Linked DNA regions of Mus musculus: region 2 is linked to region 1. Evidence: chromatin contacts called from public promoter capture Hi-C data. All regions are on one chromosome and are shown on one strand. The core of a region is the stretch at or near the end of the contact, and the rest is flanking DNA. Distances in the headings are between cores, read along the strand shown. Region 1 holds the start of Ccdc14 (coiled-coil domain containing 14). Region 2 holds the start of Timmdc1 (translocase of inner mitochondrial membrane domain containing 1).

Region 1 (4,606 bases), core at 1,428-3,927:
GAAAAGGTTTCCAGGCAACAATTGGTCCAATCAGACCAACTCCAGGTACTCAATAAAGCTTAAGGTGTGACTACATAGAAACTCCTTTACGGACTACATGTGACTGTGAGGGTGGGTTCCTTAGCTAAAAGGACTAGAATCTAGTGTGGTCTCTGACCCACAGCATAGAGCTCAACAAGGCTATAGAGTACATGTGACCTCCCCTAAGGATGGGTAATGGCCTAGGGAGGAGAGTCTGGGACAGTCATGCTGGGGACTGGGTGAGAGCTACTCCATAGACAGCAAAGAGTTTATCAGGCTGTTAACAAAACCCACTCCTGGCTTTCTGGATGAAATAAATGTTTTTTTGTTTTTTTGTTTTTTTAATTTCCTTCATTGGGGAGACACCCCTGCATGCTGAATATACCCAGTCCTAGTGATTACAAGAAGCTCCGTGCCCACACCAGGATCCAATGCCCTCTTCTGGACTCTGAAGGCTTTGCACTCATGTGCACAAACCCATACAGGGACACACACACACACACACACACACACACACTTATAAAGAAAGAGAAAGGGAAACATCCTTGATTTCAGGTGAATGCTTACCAGAAGGATGGGGAAAGAAAGGAGAGTTTTAAGGTCATTTAGGTATGGTCAACCTTTTGAAATTTGAAATTGAGGCATAAGGTTGCCACCTACAAAGGTCACACTGGAGAACCCCAATAGAGCTTGTACTGGCTGGTTTTATGTGTCAACTTGACACAGGCTGGGGTTATCACAGAGAAAGGAGCTTCAGTTGGGGAAGTACCTCCGTTAGATCAAGCTGTGGGGTATTTTCTCAATTAGTGATCAAGGGGGAAAGGCCCCTTGTGGGTGGGACCATCTCTGGGCTGGCAGTCTTGGGTTCTATAAGAGAGCAGGCTGAGCAAGCCAGGGGAAGCAAGCTAGTAAAGAACATCCCTCCATGGCCTCTGCATCAGCTCCTGCTTCCTGACCTGCTTGAGTTCCAGTCCTGACTTCCTTGGTGATGAACAGCAGTATGGAAGTGTAAGCTGAATAAACTCTTTCCTCCCCAACTACTTCTTGGTCATGATGTTTGTGCAGGAATAGAAACCCTGACTAAGACAGAGCTACTAAAAATAAATTGCAAAACCTTCACCTCATCATTTTAAGTAAGATTTAAGATTTGTTTTAGGTGGCATTCATAAGTATCCTGGGGAACATGCTGCCTTGTGGCCAACACAACTAATACTAAAATCCCTCCACTTGGAGTGTTTACTATACAGATGGGAAGATTTTACTTGTGGAATATGTATATGTGTATATATATGCATATAATTTTATTTATATAATGTATATATTTTTATTTTATTTATTTTTAAATTCTTACATGTATAGATGTTTTCCTTGTGTGTATGTCTGTGTACTACATGCTGGGGACCAGAGGCCAGAAAAGCGCACTGGATTCCCTGGAACTGAAGTTGTAGACAGCTGTGAGCTGATGCTAGGAATTGAACTCAGATCCTCTGCAGTTGTATCTAGTGCTCTTAACTTATGTGCTACCTATTCAGCTACATTTTAACTAATTTTTTTAAAAAGAATTATTTATTTATTTTATATATGTGAGTACACTGTAGCTGTTCAGACACACCAGAAGAGGGCATCAGATCCTATTACAGATGGTTGTGAGCCATCATGTGATTGCAGGGAATTGAACTCAGAATGTCTGGAAGAGCAGTCAGTGCTCTTAACCACTAAGCCATCTCTCCAGCCCCATTTAAATTCATTTTTTAAAAAAGGTTTATTTAAGTAGGGTGTGATAGCATACACCTTTAGCACCAGCATTAGGTAGGCAAAAACAGGAGGGTCTTTGTGAATTTCAGACCAGTATGGTCTACATTGTAAGTTTCAGGCCAAGCAAAATTATGCGCGCGCGCGTGTGTATACATATATATCCTTCTTTAAAATGTCGTATGCATATGTGAGTACCACTTGTACAACTGGTGCCTGAGGAGGCAGAAGAGAGTACTAGATCTTCTGAAATTGGAGTCACATGGTTGTGACCCACTACCTGTGGGTATCCAACCTGAGTTCTTTGCAAGGGCAAGAGTTGCTCTTATCCACTAAGTCTCTACAGGTCCCAGGGTTTTAAAATCAACACAACCCTTTTTTTTTTTTTTTTTTTTTTTAACAAAGGTAGCCATCTTACCATAGAAAGAAGAGTCAACCGGGTTAATTTCTCTCCAACTTGATTTAAAACAATCCCAAATATAGTGTCTCAAACACCATTCTCTATTTAGTGCAGCTATCAGTGGTAAAAAATACTGCCATCCTTTATCAACAGCAATTATCTCGATAGAAAAAGTAGACAGCCAAACCATTGAACACTGTTCAGGTTAGATTTCTATTGACTCTCAAGAACAAATACACTTAAAACAGTACACAAAGCTTCTGAAATCCAGCGGTAGTCCTTTACCCAATGGGCTAGCAGGCCCTGGTTCCCACTTCAACCAGTTTGAAGAATGCTGCAAAGCCAACGAGTTCCTCGCCCCGCCCCTCCCGCAAGGCCCCGCCCACATCAGGCCCCGCCCCCGCGTCCGCCCCGCCCCCCGGGCCGTCTGTTGGCCTCTCCCACTCTCCGCCTGGGCGTGGCAAGCTGGAGCACGCGGAGTCTGTTGCGCACGCCCAGGGCTCCAGGTTCCGACCCGAAGGAAAACCTTTTAGCGCCAAGGAGGCTATGAGTCCCGGCGGTCCGCGGCCTTCTTCCCGGAAGCGGAAGCTCAGGGGGCGGGACAAGGGAGGTCCGGACATCTCGGCGGTTAATTCTTTTTTTCTCAAGTATTCGTTTCCCTACGCCTGGGCTCTTCTGAGGCTGAGAGAAATGGTCAGGTCCGGATCTCGACCGGGCCAGGTGAGGGCTGCGGACCTGATGAGTCCACTGTGGGGTGGCGAGAGGCGAGGGGGATTTAGGAAGGTGCTAGAAAAAAAATAGTAACTGCGGCGCGCCCGAAGTGGTGAGGACGTCCCTAGATGAATGCTTTATTCAGGGCGGCCGTGCCAGTCTTCCAGAGCGCAGTTTGGTGTCAGACCCCGGGTTCGAAGCCCAGCCTTTATCACCAGTGCAGTGACCTCCTTCCCGCTCTGTGCTTTGCAGTTGTTTCCAATATTACGTAGTTATCCAGCAATTGTGCCTCTACAAAGCCAGTAATTTGCCCGACTTGGTCATTTGTCCGACTGCCTAATAACATCTCTATCAGAGAAGTTCTTAGGATCTTAGCTTGAGTTAATCCTCTCCCCGGATTCAGCTTCTCGGTGCTTCTCTTAACTGATCTTCTGTCTCTGTTGTTGGAGTCTCCCAGTAAGTGGCTGTACCCGCCCTCCGTTCTCAAACGCGTGACTCTTGATGTTCTCTAGTAACTGCTCCAAGTACGACAGGGAAACCCATTTTCAAGATACACATTTGGCTTGGAACAGAGCCATTTTGGATCCTTTGCAGTTCCCGCCCCATCCAATCAGGTCCAATAGAGCTAAACTAGTTTTAGCCCTGCTGTGCCCTGGGCGTTCTGACCTTTCGTGCTCCCACGTCTTTTCAAATTATGGTGGGCCTGTTAATTCTATTTTCCTTCTAGCCCTCATGTCAAGAACCGTCTCTAGAATATTTTTCCAACACCATCACATCTCCGCTAGTTGGGCGTGCTTCAGGCCACCTTCCGCATCTTGCAATCTTCCACAAATCACTTCATGTTGGACCTGGTGCTAGTCTACTACTAGAATATTTCATCTCTGTCTTGGAGATTTAGAAAGCACTTGGCATATAGTAGACTTGGGGTTTTACTTTGTTTCCCACCATTTAACAACATACCTATAATGTTGTCTTTCTTGCTAATGTATATTTTGCACTCCCCCCTCCCCCCCAAAAAAAAAACCCTGTCTTGAGACTTCCTTTTTTGAATGGTTGCATGTTGTCAATATGTCTAGGGAAATATGCTGTAGTCATCAAAGAAATGGAAGTTAAAATATTTTCTATCACAAAATAAGTATTGGTGATGGTGTTGAGAAATTGGTACTCTTGTATAGTCCTGGTGAGAATATAACTAGTATAGCTTCCTCAGAAAATAAGCCGAGCACGACAGTGCACAAGTGTAGCCCTAGTATTTGGGAACCCGAGGCAGGAGGATCATGAGCTCAAGGCCAACTTGAATAACAGTGAGATCCAGTCTCAAAAAAACCCAAACCACTTAAAGTAGAGCTAAGGTGACCCAGCCAGCTTCATTACTGGTACTTATTCAAAAGAGCTGAAATCAAGATTTTAAAGAGCTGTTTGCGATTCCTTGCATTGTTGCATTCGTCGCAACAGCTAAGACATAGAAACAACCTAAATATCTCTGAGTGAGTGGGTAAAGAAATTACGGTCACATACATCTAATGGAATATTACTCAGCCTTAAGGGAGGTCTGCCGTATGCAGTAGCAGTGTGTGTGATGTGTGAGACTGACTTAGTGGACTCAGCTGTTCCTAGAGGACAGCTGCTGCTTGCTTTCCCATACGTGTGTCTGAGGTAGCCCAATTCAGAAGCAGAGCCGTGGCTATAGAGAGCATGGGGTTGCTACTCAATAGGTATAAG
Region 2 (4,606 bases), core at 639-3,138, 3.8 Mb after region 1:
ATGGTAGTACGGTTATGCACATATATATTTTTTCTCTTACACACTACACAAAAATCTTTCAAAAGCCTGGCAGTGGTGGCACATGCCTTTAATCCCAGCACTTGCGAGGCAGAGGCAGGTAGATTTCTGAGTTCGAGGCCAGCTTGGTCTACAGAGTGAGTTCCAGGATAGCCATGAAACTCATAGAGAAACCCTGTCTTGAAAAACCAAAATAAAAAGCTTTCAAAAATATACAAACTTTTGGGAGGACCTCTGAGAAAAACTAACACATTATTTCTTAAAACAAAGATGATGGGGGCAGAGCAATGGCTCAGCAGTTACCAGCATTAGGGCTTGGATTCCATTCCCACGAGGTAGCTCTCATGGTTATCAGGAAGGCACACAGACATGCACACAGACATACACACAGGCAAGACACTCATACACATAAAATAAAAATAATTTTTAAAAAGAGATGCTGAAACTAATAGAATTATTAAATACAAGTCTGCCAGCTCCCTTGTCCAAATTTATTTATAATCACTTGATAACAGTGTAGTATGGTAAACTACTTCATGAAAAGAGATACTTTCACCATTGATTAATAAATGAATAACGTTAAATAAATATCAGGTGAAAGTAATGCAGGATTAATCATTTACTCCTCACATAGTTTATTTTAGTATCTTCTGCAAAGGGAGATGGAGCTGGGCGTGTAACATCTGTGGCAGATGACCAACCCCCATCAGGGAAAAAAAAAAAAAAAAAAAAGAGAGGCTCGGCCCAGAATCCCAGAAGACCCGGCTGTAATCCCAAAATCTGGGAGGTTGAGAATGGATTGTAGCTTTGAGTTTCAGGCCAGCTTGGTCTACAAGCACAGCAAAACTCTTGTCTCAAAAAGGAGAGTTGGGGGACTAGAGGGATGGCTTGGCAGCTAAGATCGTGTACTAGTTTTACAAAGGATCCGGGTTCAGTTCTTAGAACCCCTGTAACTGTGACTCCAGGTAACTCCAGATCCAGGAGAATCTGACACCTCTGGCTGAGGGCATGTGCACTCTACTGCCCATACCCAAATACCGACCCCCACATACAAGTAGTTCTTAACAATGGAGGTGGGAACAAGGGGGCAGAGCTGCTGGAAGGTGCGGAGAGGAGGAGGAGGAGAACAGTTGTCACTGTTTTTTTTTTTTTTCTTGTGCAAAATAATAATGATAAATTAACAATTCTCTCTGTCCTTCCAGCTTCTGGAGTATATAAAGCCATTACTGACAAAGAAAAATCAAACGAAATACGAAAAAACAATATTAGTGTAGACTTCACAATATAGTTCCCAGTGATACTACATGACAATAATCGAATGAATCCAATTTTTCTAATATGTAAAGTTAGGGTACTGGTTTCACGAGAACGATACTGTCTTAAGAGTGTGACTCTGAGTGAATCCGACTCAGAAGGCTGCATGTCAACCAGGTCGGACACTATCCGGGCAGAGAGAACTTTCAGCGTCGCAGGGACCGCGCGCTGGAGCTCGCCCGGGCTGCGGCCGTCCCCCGAGCATCCCTCCCCACACACCCGAGACATTTTTACTCTTTGGCAAACAGCTGCCGGAGGCGGTCCCATCCGGATTCCAGGGAACCGGGGTCTGAGACACCTGAACGCTGCTCCCGATCCTCCACAAAGCCTGGGGAATCCGCAGCCACCGCACCGGCAGCAAAGACTCGGGGGAAAGGACCCCAGGCTCCGCAAAGGCGGCTGCGGGGAGCGGGCGGCGGCGCGCCCATGGCGCCCTCCTACCCGCAGAGAGACAGACACCCCAGGGTCGGCGGGCACCGTGGGAGAGGGTGACCTGTACAGCCCACTAGCGGCACGTTGGGGGACACTGAACCTCACATCCGGTCCCCAGCCGGCTCACTTCCGGAAGCTCTCGGAAAGGAGACCGGAAGCCCCGCCCCTAGTCGCGCAAAGGCGGGGTGAGGGCGGGGCTCGGGACGTAGAAACTGGAACTGAGAGCTCTTTCGGTAGCGCAGGGTTAGGGATCAGTCGAGCCCCGGAAGTGAGTTGGCGGCCGTTTCGTTTCATCTCAGTGATGTCCTTTGGCGTTTGCGCCCCGTAACTCTGGTCTTCTGGACCTGCTCAGCTTGAAGTGCTCAGGGGCTTAAGTGAGATGGCTCATGTAAGATGCAGAAGGCCACGCAGAAGGGGACAGTACTTTAATCACTGCAAGCGCAGTGGGGAAAGAGGTAGGCGATGCGCTTCTAGGCCACGCCCTGGCGGGCCGGAGGAGCTTCCTGGGCGGAGCAGAGTCTAACCTTAGGGCGCACCCGAAAAGGTCCAAGATTTAAAAACTATTTTTGAAATATCAGCTGTGGGCATTTTTTTCCCCATAACGTGGGCTCCACTACAAGTATCCGTATGCTTACTGCTCCGAGAAGGCAAAAGATCTAGAATTATCATTTAATAACTGAAACTATTATTTCCTGTTTCTTTCAACACAAGACAAAACCAAAAAACTTGTTTACCAAGGTAAAAATATTCCCAATCATTTTGTGTAATTTAGTTATTGGTCGTTACCACAAATCTCATAGTCTTTGCAAACCCTTTCACCTACTATTTTTCTTTTCTAGTTAAAGTACCACAATGAATATACAGCTTGGTGGTGCTCTACAGTCACTTCCACGGAGTACCTAAATAAGTGATTGATTACAAACTTTCATGAGGATATAGTAATAGGATTTGGGAGTTGACTGTGGGACATCTCTACAGATGAGGTTCAGGAAAGTGCCGTGAATGAAGCCCCCATTAGCATTTACTGCAGTGGTATAATTGCCTATTTGCTGATCTCTATCAAGAGGACTGAAGCTGTGCTTTCATCTCTGGATTTGGACTTAGGAATCACCAATCAGTCTATACCATGAAGTAGATGTTAAGTAATTATCTTCTTTGGAGGGAAGGAGGGTCCAAGATAGGGTTTCTCTTGTGTAGCCCTGGCTGTCACATAATTAGCTCTGAAGACCAGGCAGGCCTCCATCTCAGTGATCCACTTGCCTGAAGTAATTAAATGTTGAGTGAATTATTCAGACCCCAATTCCTAGCTCTAGCTTGATGCCTGCTTGGTCTATTTTTCAGAGGTGGTCACTGGGATTAGGGTCCCAGGGCCTGAAAGCCCAACAAAATGAATGTGTTGACTGTCTAGCTTAGCTGTGAGAAGAGCTGAGTGCATTTCTTTGACACATTTGAGGTCCCGGAAATGATCCTTTGCACTTGAACTTTCTAGAATCAGGGTCGACATGAATGAGGACAGGGCAAAGATTGGGCAAACACTAACAAAATCATTTACCTATGGGGATTGGAGAGATGGCTCAGTGGTTAAGAGCACTGGCTGCTCTTCTGAGAGATCTTGAGTTCAATTCCCAGCAACTATATGGTGGCTCACAACCATCTGTAATGGAATCTGATCTTCCCTTCTGATGTGCATGAAGACAGGGTGCTCAAATACATAAAATAAAATGTTAAAAACCATTACATATAGCTCAGATGTCCCCAGGATCCAACATCCTGTAGAGACAAACAAGGTCTTCCTTAGTACCAGATAGATTTCACAAACTCTTCAGCTCCCTTTTCCATTTAGGTGGTCCTGGAAAATGCTCCTATGCCAGGCGAGTGTCCTACCACTCACCTACATCCTAGCCCCAAAGACTCAAAAGCTGCCTTTGGTACCTAGTACCGAGAATTTCCCTAGGCCCTTGGTGATGGTCCATCTCACCGCTCTACCTTAACTCTCTCTCTTACTCAGCCTCCCACATTCTCGAAGCTACCAGACCTTACCTTCCTTTACCAGCAGAGAAACACTCCGCCTCTTCTGTTCTCTGATTTTTGTTTTGTTTTGTTTTTTGTTTTTCGAGACAGGGTTTCTCTGTGTAGTCTTGGCTGTCCTGGAACTTACTCTGTAGACTAGGCTGGCCTTGAACTCAGAAATCCACCTGACTCTGCCTCCCAAGTACTGGGAATAAAGGCATATGCCACCACCGCCCAGCTCTGTTCTCTGATCTTGAAGGGTCTCAAAGCAATACTGTCAGTCAAAATGTAGTCAAAATACCCTCTAACATACACAGCTCTCTCATCCTCAGGACATGGACTTGCTAACAGGAACCATTAGTGAAGGGTTTCAATCATCTCTGTCTAGAACCAACGCTTATCCCTCAGCCCAGCTGAGTTCTGCTCATCAAACCCAACCACTTTTTCCACCCACAGTCACTTTTCTCTTGGGTCAATGGGTTCTCTTTTCCAGGCTCACCAAGTACAACTCTTACAAAACATATTATATTCGGTTATATTGAAAACAATAGTAGTCTTTTCTATAGTAAGTAAATGAGGAGCCAATGGTTACGTTTAGGACCGAACCAGTATTAATGATAACAGAAATCTTCAGAAGTGTGACCATACAAACCATTTTCGAAATCACACACTTGACATACTGTTACCCACCATTCGCATACCATCTACAGTGAGGTACACAGGCAAGAGTCAGAGCCGAGTAACTTTTGTTGTTTTTAAAAACAGATACTCCTTACTACTCCAGGGCAAGTAAGGATCTGAACTGACCCATTTCTCACAGTGTATCTCATCC

The links. Promoter capture Hi-C pulls out the DNA fragments that hold promoters and counts their contacts.
Region 2: a promoter capture Hi-C map of cranial neural crest shows a contact between it and region 1. The contact joins the promoter of Timmdc1 here to the promoter of Ccdc14 in region 1. A contact is called at or near these places in 1 of 39 promoter capture datasets (cranial neural crest) and 1 of 9 other capture datasets (liver).

Annotation. Positions count from the first base shown.
Region 1 is chr16:34,687,939-34,692,544 of GRCm38.p6, forward strand. It overlaps Ccdc14 (coiled-coil domain containing 14), which reads left to right and starts at 2,678. Exons shown (of 13, transcript NM_172824.3): 1 at 2,678-2,893. The coding sequence starts at 2,720. It overlaps Gm35150 (a long non-coding RNA gene), which reads right to left and starts at 2,768. Exons shown (of 4, transcript XR_876043.1): 1 at 2,700-2,768.
Region 2 is chr16:38,520,775-38,525,380 of GRCm38.p6, forward strand. Timmdc1 (translocase of inner mitochondrial membrane domain containing 1) reads right to left here and starts at 1,889. Exons shown (of 7, transcript NM_024273.2): 1 at 1,567-1,889. The coding sequence starts at 1,760. Poglut1 (protein O-glucosyltransferase 1) reads right to left here. Exons shown (of 11, transcript NM_172380.4): 11 at 4,284-4,606.